3 separate regions of the Cricetulus griseus genome follow, and all the other regions are linked to region 1. Evidence: chromatin contacts called from public Hi-C and Micro-C data. All regions are on one chromosome and are shown on one strand. Each heading gives the region's core, a stretch centred on a gene start, on an enhancer-like site or on the middle of the called end of the contact. The rest is flanking DNA. Distances are from core to core; before and after follow the strand shown. Region 1 overlaps Smad7 (mothers against decapentaplegic homolog 7). Region 2 overlaps Ctif (CBP80/20-dependent translation initiation factor). Region 3 overlaps Ctif (CBP80/20-dependent translation initiation factor).

Region 1 (3,286 bases), core at 715-3,214:
GGTGGTTCTCAGCCTGGTGTCGTCATTTCCTCCAGTAGAGGAGACAGACAAGATGTTATCAATAAGACAAGCCTTCCGAAGAGCCCCTTTCAAAAGCTACCACTTCCCTTGCTTATTTCATGTGGTTTGGAGAAGCCAGGGCTCCTCCCTGCACACCCAGGACTTAAGCTAACAACATCCTGAATGTGTGATTATTTTGCTCAGATTCTCTCCTGGTCCTTCCTTTCAAGGGCTCTCACTTCATTTCAGCATTAGAAAGCAGAAGACGCACAGACTGTGAAGGCCATACTGGCTCCCTCTTAGCCGATGGGGCCCACCTCCCTCCTCCCCCTGGGGTCCTTCTTTTCCTGTTCAGTTCTCATTAGAAGCTTTGAGTAAACAATACCCTCAGTCTCAGATAACAGTCAGAGTACACACTGCACTGAAATCAAAACAAACAAGGGTCCCCCTACAGCCATTTCCCAGCAGGCTCAATTCCTGGAGGGGAAAGTCTGGGATGTGGGTCCAGAATGGACTGTACCTCAAACCACACATGGGGGCAACTCTTTAACTGTCAGTCATAAGCATGCATCCCACAACAGAGGGTGCACAAGTCCCACAGCTTCCACTAAGGGGTGCTACACCAAGACCTCCGCCAGCGCCAGCTATACCGAGTGCCCAGAACTGTCCTGGAATTTCCCCTAACCCAGGTTACTTTCCCTCTTGCTTTAGCTAATTCTTAGAAAATAAATGATGACGTGGTAGGGTAAGAGGAAATGAAGAAAAACGTCCTTAGAAAAGAAAGAGCAGTCTCCCAGAGTGTCTCTTGTCCTAAGAGACAGACAATAATGTACACAGGCTCTCTCCCCAGTGTACCACCTCCAATCCTAGGACTCTTAGCTCCAGGTCTTTGGTCTGTGAGCCTCGAAGAAAGCCTGTCCTACTGACTATGGCAAGCCCCTGCCCTGCTGCCACAGAACCTCAGTCCACTGAGATCTGGCTTGCACCTGGGCTTTGCCCCGTAAACATGGGTCTGTCTCCTTCAAGGAATGCGTGCAAGAGCCAAATAAGGGGTTAAGCACATGAGATCTTGCCAAAGTTTACAAATGGAAGTAACCTAGGTCGGGAGCTGCTTAAAAGATCATGAGGGGTGGCAAGATGGCTCCCAGGATAAAGCACCCACCACGCCTGATGACCTGCACTCAAATCCTTGGAGCCCACAGGGCGGAAGGAGAGAAACAACTCCTATAAATTAGCCCTCCAAACACTTGTGAGTAATGAACATACACATAAAATTTAGCAAAAATAAAAAAATGACCACGAAGCTTGTCTCCCACACCATCAGCTTCCAACTGACTCCAGGTTCCCCATTCCTGGGAAAGGCAAGGTTCTGCCCACAAGATGACAAGATGAAGGGCACTACCAGCACCCCAGATCATCTAGTTTAAGGCATATGACAATGAGAACAATTCCAGACCAGCTGGGGTGGCAGAAGGCCATCCCTATTCCTTTAGCCTCCAGCAATTTCTAGGAAAGGAGAAAGTGTCTTACCTGAAAGCCCCCCAGGGGCCAGATAATTCGTTCCCCCGGTTTCCACGGAGGAAGGCACAGCATCTGGACAGGCTGCTGCAGAGTCAAAGAGAGAGAGAAGTAAATATGCAAATAAAAACACCAGAGTCAAGGGCTGTAGAGATGGCTCAGCTGTTAAGAGCAATAACTGCTCTTTCAGAGGACCAAGGTTCAATTCCCAGCACCACATGGTAGCCCACAACTGTCTATAACCCGAAGATCTGACACCGTCACACAGACATACATGCAAGCAAAACACCAATGCACATAAATATAAATTATTATTAAAAAAAAAAGTGTTCATTCTTACAAAACCCTGAACAGCATGAAAGAAAGACCACACATTCCAAAGGGCTGAGTCACAGCCACGGATGCAGATTATTAATGGTCTACTCAGCTTCACGGTCCAGCCTAAGACAGACCACAGCACCTTGTCACCCGTCTGGGCTCCAGGAGGCCAGTTAATCATTAGTCAAGTCAGGCTCAATCACAGACTGGCTGGAATTTCTCTTCTATTACAAGTCTCCCATTGAGATCAGGTAATTCCCAAGGTCAAGGAAGGTTCGAAGTGTACTTTCTTAACCCTATTCTCTCTTCTCCCATCAGGCACAAAGCCTCCTTCCTCCCACTCCCATAGGCAAGGGTCTCACCGTGGCCTTCAAAAAAAAAACATTTTCCCTTTTAATTGAGATATAAAAACTACAGGAATTTAGTAGACTCACTTATTTTGATCAGTTTTATCATGGACACAGCTGGAGAGAAATGTTCTACCTGATTCCACACTTGTCCAAACCCACCTCTGGAAACCTGCCCAGCCAGCCCCATTCTCACAAGGCTGCCTGCCTCAGTTCCTACAAAATCTTCCTGGCACCATTCCCTTCCATTGTCTTTACTAGACCTTAAACTACAGATTATGTATCCTCTGCCTCTCCCCTCACTCCCAGGAGTTCAGCACGGTGACCTCAGTGGAATGACAGTCCCAGTTGAGAGACAGACAGACCCTCCAAGCAATTGCAACAAAAAACAATGCCCAGATATCACAACTAATTAGTTCCTAGGAACACAAGTGCACACAAATGCACAGGCCCCTGGAAACCTCTTCTGCACCATTACCAACGTCAAATTTCTTCCCAAGTCCCCATAGAAAGTTTGGCTCTAGGAAAGCAAACACACCACTGGTTTGTACAGACTCCAGTTCTCCAACCCCAGGCTACCAGGCACAAACAGATGCTCCTTTGGCCACACTGGCAGACAGTTCCTCCAAGCTAAAGAGAAACCTAGAGGCAAGTAGCCCGGACAGCCCCTCAGTGGTAAAATAGTTTGCCTCTTGCTCCTGACAAAAGGAAGGTGACTGCCAAGCCTGTCCAACACAGTCCCCAGAAGTTTCTGCTGAGGATCCCTCCCTCTGAGGCGTTCTCTTCTCAAGACTGGAAGATCAACTATTGAAAACCCTCCAGTGGGAAGGAAATGGAGGTGGGGCACTTTGGGTATATAGTACTTGCCCAGTGTGCATTTAAAAAATGAAGAAAAACCTCTTCTAAACGGGAGGGAGCATGGAGGCATGGTTGGCAGGGGGAAAGAGAAGGCTATATACAACCTCCTTTCTTCAGGGTAGAGGATAATTCCTACCAGGATTATACAGTTTTACAGGATACGCTTAATCAAATGGAAAACAATGGGGGAGGCAGGAAAAGGAGTTCCTTGTTATATGGCGCAAGCCTGTACTTTCTAAATTATG
Region 2 (3,268 bases), core at 258-2,757, 85 kb before region 1:
ATCAAGAGGAGTGAGAGGGAGAACCTCAGGTTCAGATCCCCTTGGAGGTCAGGGATAAAGGAGGGTAAAACAAGAAGGTGGGAGGTTGGGAGAAAATGCCATAGTGGCAAACACAGAAAACCTAAGAACCCTTGTAGCTCTCACAGAATCTCAGCTATGGAGCCACGTTCAGTTTCAACATATGGGAAGCCACGTCTGCAATTTTCAATTTTCTAGTAGCCACATTTAAAGCCCCCCAAAGCAGGGGCAGGTAAAATTTTATGTTATCAATGGTATCCAAATAATTATAATTTCAACATAATGTAATCAATAGTAAAAAGTTACCAGTCAGGAGGTGGTGGTGGTGGTGGTACAAGCATGCCTTTAATCCCAGCATTTGGGAGGCAGACGTAGGTGGATCTCAGTGAGTTAGAGGCCAGCCTGGTCTACAAAGTGAGTTCCAGGACAGCTAGGACTATTACACCGAGAAAACCTGTCTGGAAAAACAAAACAACAACAAAAAGTTACCAATGGATTTTTGTTGTTGTCATTGTTGCTTTTTCTTTTCTGAGGCAGAGCCTTGCTCTGTAGCCCAGACTAGCTTCAAACTCTCTATGCTCATACCTCAGCCTGAGTGCTGGGATCACTTCAGCCATCAATAGTTTTGATGTTCTTTGTGTGTGTGTGTGCGCGTGTGTGTGAACTAAGTATTTGAAGTCTACTGTGCAGGCACCCCTCAGTTTGGGCCAAACACTTTGTAGGTGCTCAAACCACATGGTGGCTATGGTACTGGCTGGTGCAGGAATGGGACTAGCTAGCTCCCAGAATCAGCAGGCTCTTAGTCCAGTTTTGGATGCTAAACATCACAGAAGTACTATTTACAGCTTTCCTCTCTCTGGGCACCTAGCAGAAAAAGGGAGTGGTAAGAGCTGAATGCCCCCTGACCCCCAAGGCTCACAGCCAGGTCCTGGCAGTGGGGGGGCGGGGGTTGCAAAAAGCAATCCTCCAATCCCTGATGGACAACGTGGGAAGAAAGTATAGAAAGGCAGAAGGGCCCTGTCCTGGGTGACTCTTCATGAGAAGGCTCAGAGCAGAACCCACGGTGGGGTCAGTGCCAGCAGCTGCCAGGGGCTCCCTACTGCACCCCCTGTGGAGAAAGCACAATTGGCCCATTCTTTCATAGCCCTCTTGACTACTCAGGGTGACCATTTCTGTAATTCAGACCTTCTCCCTTAAAACAGAAGTATTTGCTGAATCTGGTTTCCAAGGGTTGAAAGCTAGACTTAGGAAGTGCAAACACTCTGTGGAAATGCAAACACACAAGCAGTAACTAATTATCCTGGAATCAAGGCTGAAGCCCTGCTGAAAACAACTGGCCCAGAGATCAGAACTGTAGGTACAATTACCCCTTTTGGCTGACTGTGCTTTGCCCAGAGGGAGATATGACCAGTCCTCGGGGCTGGGGACAGGAAGGGAAGGAACTGGTCTGCTGCTTGGAGTCTGGGCTGGCCTGCATTCCTCTTGGTTTGGAAATAGTAGTCAGAGGAGAGTTTGAGGTGTGGGGAAGGGCAGGGAGGATGCGGTTTGGGCAAGGGGAGTCTAGAGGCTTCCCTGGGCTTGGCCCAGTGCCATGGGAAGTCTCAGAAACTCTGCCGGCCACACTGAAGTGCCTGGCCTGGCTGAAGCGGAGGGCGTGGCCAAGGATTAGCTGACTGGAAAGCAATTAGATGAGGTGCGGCTGGGGAAATACCTGGAATCCCAGGGCTGGAGTCAAGACTTGCTTGGCTAGCCCTATAAGCCGAAGGCATGGAGTGGTGGGGGAGGGGGGAGATGGACGGACGACAGGGGTGTCTGGGGAATAACGGTGGCCCCTTGCTGATGGGAAGAAGTGGATTATAATGTAGGGGACCAGGGGAGTCTTCAGTGCTCTGAAAGGGAGACCTTTTCCCATGAAGATCACTGCTAAATGTCTTGTCCACCTGTTCATACTCCTGCTCAGCCCATGGTCTTAGGGGTTAGAGGGTATGTGACCCTTCCAGGGACGTTCACACTGGGGAAGGAGAGGTGAGAAAAGTGGATACTGCTGAAGGAAAAGGGTAGCCAGCTGTTTGAAAGGGGTAGGGAAGGTCTGCTACTCAGAAAACCCCATATAAATTAAAGCTTGCCTAGCTACCTGAATCATGTCCTCCGGGCAGGGCAGGGGACTTCCACCCAAGGCCCCTCCTCTAGAAGTGAAATTTCACGTTTGCATACGCATATCATTAGGTCTCGATTGCTTAATAAAAGCCTTCAAAATCACCTTCAGGACCGCCACATGCAGAAGGCTAAGGGTTGCTCAGCCCAGAGCAGGGGGCTCCCTTGGCTTCAAAAGGCTTCTAGTGGTTCGTTGTTCCTCCCCTCCCTTCTCCTTTCTACAGATCAACCTACCAATACAACATATAGAACAGCAGAACCATATATTAAATATATTCTAGGCTTTGTGGACCAACCGGCAAAAGTCAAGTCCAACCGTATCCCTGTGCCTTGAAGTACAACAAGCAACTGTCCTTTGTGGCTCAGGAGCAGCTGGAACTGTGGCTGTGCCTCATATGACACTGGAATCTGCATTGTGTGTAATTTGTATGTATCGCAGCGTCGTCTTTTGAAGGAGGGGGACTTTAAATTCCTCCCCTACTACTTAAAAATATTAAAACTGTTCTTAGTTCATGAACTGTGAGAAACAAGCCTTGGCCAGATCCGCTTTGTGGCTGTAGTTTACCTACCCTGATCTAGATCTGTGGTTCTCAACTGGGAAATCCCCATTCAGGAGTTTTTAACTAACTACACATTAAAGTGAGAATTACTGTCATCGGGAGAATTTACACGTCCCCAGGCGTGCAGATGCTATAGCAAGAAGGACCTCATCCTGGTATAATTCTCAACCCCTGTTTTGTAGATGACAAAACTAAAGCCCAGGTGACAGGGCTGTCATGTGAACCCAGGCAGTGACTCCTCCTTCCCAGGGATTCAGAACTAGATGGGTTGGTTTTTTTCTATCTGTTTCTAGTTACTCTCAGAGATCTGCCCCGCCAGCTAACACTGCCCAAAGCTCTATCTGAGACACAGGAAGTGTGTATGTGTTCCCTGGAGTCCCAGTACTGCAGGGCTCCGGTGAGTCATTTCCCACAAGCAGAGTTGGGTACACTGAACTGTCTACATGAGAAACTCTGGCCAGCTGTGGGGATCTGCAGGGCAGAACCCAGGGAGAGCTGAAAGTGCCCTCTAAGAGGAAGGCAATAGAATGAAAAAT
Region 3 (3,238 bases), core at 359-2,858, 120 kb before region 1:
AACAAACCACATTCATGGACTGGAGACTCAAGATGTTAGTACTTTTTAGCTCATCTCTATATAACCCAGGCTGGTTTCCTGCTCACAGTTACCCTGCCTCAGCCTCCCAAACTGCAGGATTACAAATGTGTAGCATTAAATTGATCTCTAGATTCAACAGTCCCAATCAAAATACCAACAGAGTTCCTGTCAAAAATTGGCAAACATTCTAAAATGTGTATGAAAACTCAAAGGACTTGAAACAATATCCAAAAGTCTCGAAAAAAGAAAGTTTGGAACTATAGCTAAGAAAAGATTTTGGGGTCAGAAAGCTTAAGGATCTGTGGGGAAGCTTGAGCATTAGAGTGAGCACCATTCAGTGTCCCAGGAGTGTAGGTCAAGAACAAAGAACCTGACCCCAAGATTTAAGTGACAGCTTTGCCCCCTGCCAGTTCATGATCCTTACCTCTCTGTACCCCAGATGCCTCCAGTGTACAACTGGGGTAATGGTAGTACCACTGCTGCAAGGCTGTACTGTTACGATAAAGATTGAGGGGACCTTGTGTGGGGGACCTTGATGGATTCCATAGTGAGCAAGGGTGGAGGGGGGAGGGAGGAAAGAGAAAAGGGGTAAAGAGACACAAAGAGGACAGAAGAGAAGAGGGAAACAGAAAAAGTCCTGTCTGCCCCAGAGGAACCAAGGGGAAGACAGCGGGTGGGGAAAGAGAGCTGGAAAAGAAAGTGGAAAAGAACACAAGTGAGCAGCAATCTTTCTTTTAAAGGGATCCTTCGCACCTGCGTGCAGACTATGCAATCATGGAACCCTGGGCACCAGAGTACTGCCTGAATGCATTCTGCCAGGTGACAGGGGCAGGCCAGCATAATGCCTGAGTCCTTACACTAAGGTCTTAGCAAGGTAATCTTCTGGTGGAGTACACTCTTCCAACAGAGCCCCAAGCCTGGTGGTGTTGCTTGGGCCTGCCAGACCTCTCCTTACCTAGTGGGACGAATGAGGTTTCCATAGGCATGATGATATTTGAGACAGGCCACATGAGTAGAACACTCGATAATGCTTGAAGGACTCAGAGGCCAGGGAGCTCAGGGATGTGCACACAAAAGAGGGGGACTGGGTAAAATTTGCACACAAGGATAGCCTTGGTGCTCAAGGCTAGAGAGAGGATGGGAAAGGAATGAGGATGGAGCTCCTACCCTTGGACCCCTTGTCCCATGGAAAAGGAAGTCTAGAATTGTGAACACAGTCTGTAAGGCATCCTGGGTCCAACCTCCTTCTCTGAGACCCAGACTTGCTTGCCCAGGGTCACTTGGCCGAAGGTTAAACACAGAGGTAGTCTCCAACAGACCTGGATCGAGGAAAGATCTGCTGATAGCGGGGATCTGGACGGTGCTGCCTGGGGCCTAAGGAGACTTGCTGGAAAGACACATTCCAGGGGTCGTTTGCAAGTAGGGGACACCACCAGCATTAGTCACCAAAGGGCAGCCTGCCAAGTCCTACAGGACGCCAAGCAGAACCCTTTGGCTCAGGCCCAGCTCAGCAGTTCCCTCCCCACCCCCTGGACACACGTAGCTCACCAGGCCTGGGGATATTTCCAGAAAGTCTAAGAAAGTCCTGGGACTGGGGAGGCTGTGAGAGTGCCTGCCCAGGGCCTAGGGCCAGGTCCCTCACAGAGAAGCAGACGTGCTGAGGGGAGGGGAGGGGCGGAGGACGTGACCGGCAGCTTTCTTTCTCAGAGGCCAGGGATTTCAGAGGAATGCAGCCAACTCCGCCTCTCAAGTTCCCACTTCAGACCCCGCCCGGCTGGAGCCAAAGGCGCCTGCAGAGGCCACCTTAGAAATCAGAGGGATGTGTCACAGGCACTGTTGTGGAGGGGAACACGTCCTGTCCATAGTTCTGTGAGCAGACTCACCCCCTGGTTCCTGAATACACCTTCTGGTTCTGCAGAGCCTGGGGTCCCCTTTGCCTCACCTTTCTTCTCTCAGTCCCCATACCTATCCACCTTCAGCCATCTCCTGCCATCTCCACCAGAAACATCTTAGCTCCTAGAAGGGTGTTTCTAGGAGTACCACATCTCTGTATTCAAGGTCGTGAATACACCTGGGGGAGAAGAGAGTTGCTGCACCACCACTTTCAAATGGGTGACACTAGTTGGAAAGGAACAACTGTCCCAGATAACTCCCCAGGCCTCCTGCATGGCCGGCTTGTCATGTGAGAGTCACTTGCTGGACAGTTAAGGAATAAGACTGAAGAGGGGAGGAGATCTGCCTAGATGTCCTGCCACAGACATGTTTGTGGGTTTTCTCCTTTCTTCACTGCCCCCTTCTATAAATGAAAGGCAAGCTCTGGACTCACTGGCAGGCTGTGAGGCTGAACCAGAAAAAAGAGGAGGGGGCTGTTTTCAGGGGTTTGGCTGCCTTCCACCTTTAACCCACCCCCACCCTGTCCCAGCTGGTTGGATGCTACCCCTCTGCCCACCCAGCCCTGCTCTCCCTGGGGTTCCTCCTCTTAGTGACAGCAAATAGTTTGCAGACTCAGGAATGTGCTTGTGGCTTGCCCAGAGAGAGCCCGAGGCCCAGAGTTTTAATATGCCGTCTCCCCCCAAGAGCCAGCCCTGCTTAGCCTGCTTGTGCCCCTCCATTTTCTGATTCCTGGGATTCCACACTCTGCAGCCCCTTCCTGTTCACCCACGCTGTTAATGTCTGTCTGTGCCCTTGATGGGTGCTCAGCTCTGTCTGTTTCTGGCCTCCTTTGAAGGGCCCATTCCTATCTCTCTAGCTACATTTCAGGTGACTTTGCTCGCTTCATGAATATTTATGAAGGGCCTACTGTGTGCCCCTCCTGGACTACGGAGGGAATCAGCAGTGAGCACAACAGAGCAAGCATATCCTGATGGAAGCAAGGGATCAGTAAATAAGCAAATTATTTATTTCTTATTCTACAGTGTACAGGCAATCTAACTATCCGCAACTCAGGGAAACAGTGCAAAAGCCCCAAGGCCGAATATGCCTGCTTCGTGAATCAAGGCCAACAGCTAGAGGTCATCAGGGTCAAAGATCTGCAGGCTGCCACGAGGATTTGTGTCAGTGCTGGAGGAATGGAATGTGTAGGGACTGTGATCAAGATCTGGCTCAGGGTTGATAGGTTCACAAGGGCTGCTGGGTTGAAGTGTTCTGAATGCTGGGGGTGCGTGGAGGTGGGTGTGGGGGAAGGAACTGGCTTGCCGGCTTGAGAAGTCCAAGGAAA

What was found. Hi-C and Micro-C count contacts between places; a contact is called where the count stands out from the background.
Region 2: a Micro-C map of the CHO-K1 cell line shows a contact between it and region 1, with 3 times the contacts expected there. The contact joins two enhancer-like sites. A contact is called at or near these places in 2 of 8 Hi-C or Micro-C datasets (the CHO-K1 cell line and fibroblasts).
Region 3: a Hi-C map of the CHK-Q cell line shows a contact between it and region 1, with 4 times the contacts expected there. The contact joins two enhancer-like sites. A contact is called at or near these places in 2 of 8 Hi-C or Micro-C datasets (the CHK-Q cell line and fibroblasts).

What each region holds. Positions count from the first base shown.
Region 1 is chr2:164,558,052-164,561,337 of CriGri-PICRH-1.0, forward strand. Smad7 (mothers against decapentaplegic homolog 7) reads right to left here. Exons shown (of 4, transcript XM_027397918.2): 3 at 1,531-1,605. Among named protein-coding and RNA genes, the nearest start is that of Smad7, 8.5 kb to the right of the region's middle. Within about 2 kb of position 1,965, at least 3 of the 6 cell types and tissues checked have open chromatin away from gene starts, as enhancers often do. A contact at or near this core is called in the CHO-K1 cell line and fibroblasts, where this site is marked.
Region 2 is chr2:164,473,079-164,476,346 of CriGri-PICRH-1.0, forward strand. The region is part of intron 10 of Ctif (CBP80/20-dependent translation initiation factor); the gene reads left to right. Among named protein-coding and RNA genes, the nearest start is that of Smad7, 93 kb to the right of the region's middle. Within about 2 kb of position 1,508, at least 3 of the 6 cell types and tissues checked have open chromatin away from gene starts, as enhancers often do. A contact at or near this core is called in the CHO-K1 cell line and fibroblasts, where this site is marked.
Region 3 is chr2:164,435,248-164,438,485 of CriGri-PICRH-1.0, forward strand. The region is part of intron 9 of Ctif (CBP80/20-dependent translation initiation factor); the gene reads left to right. Among named protein-coding and RNA genes, the nearest start is that of Smad7, 130 kb to the right of the region's middle. Within about 2 kb of position 1,609, at least 4 of the 6 cell types and tissues checked have open chromatin away from gene starts, as enhancers often do. A contact at or near this core is called in fibroblasts, where this site is marked.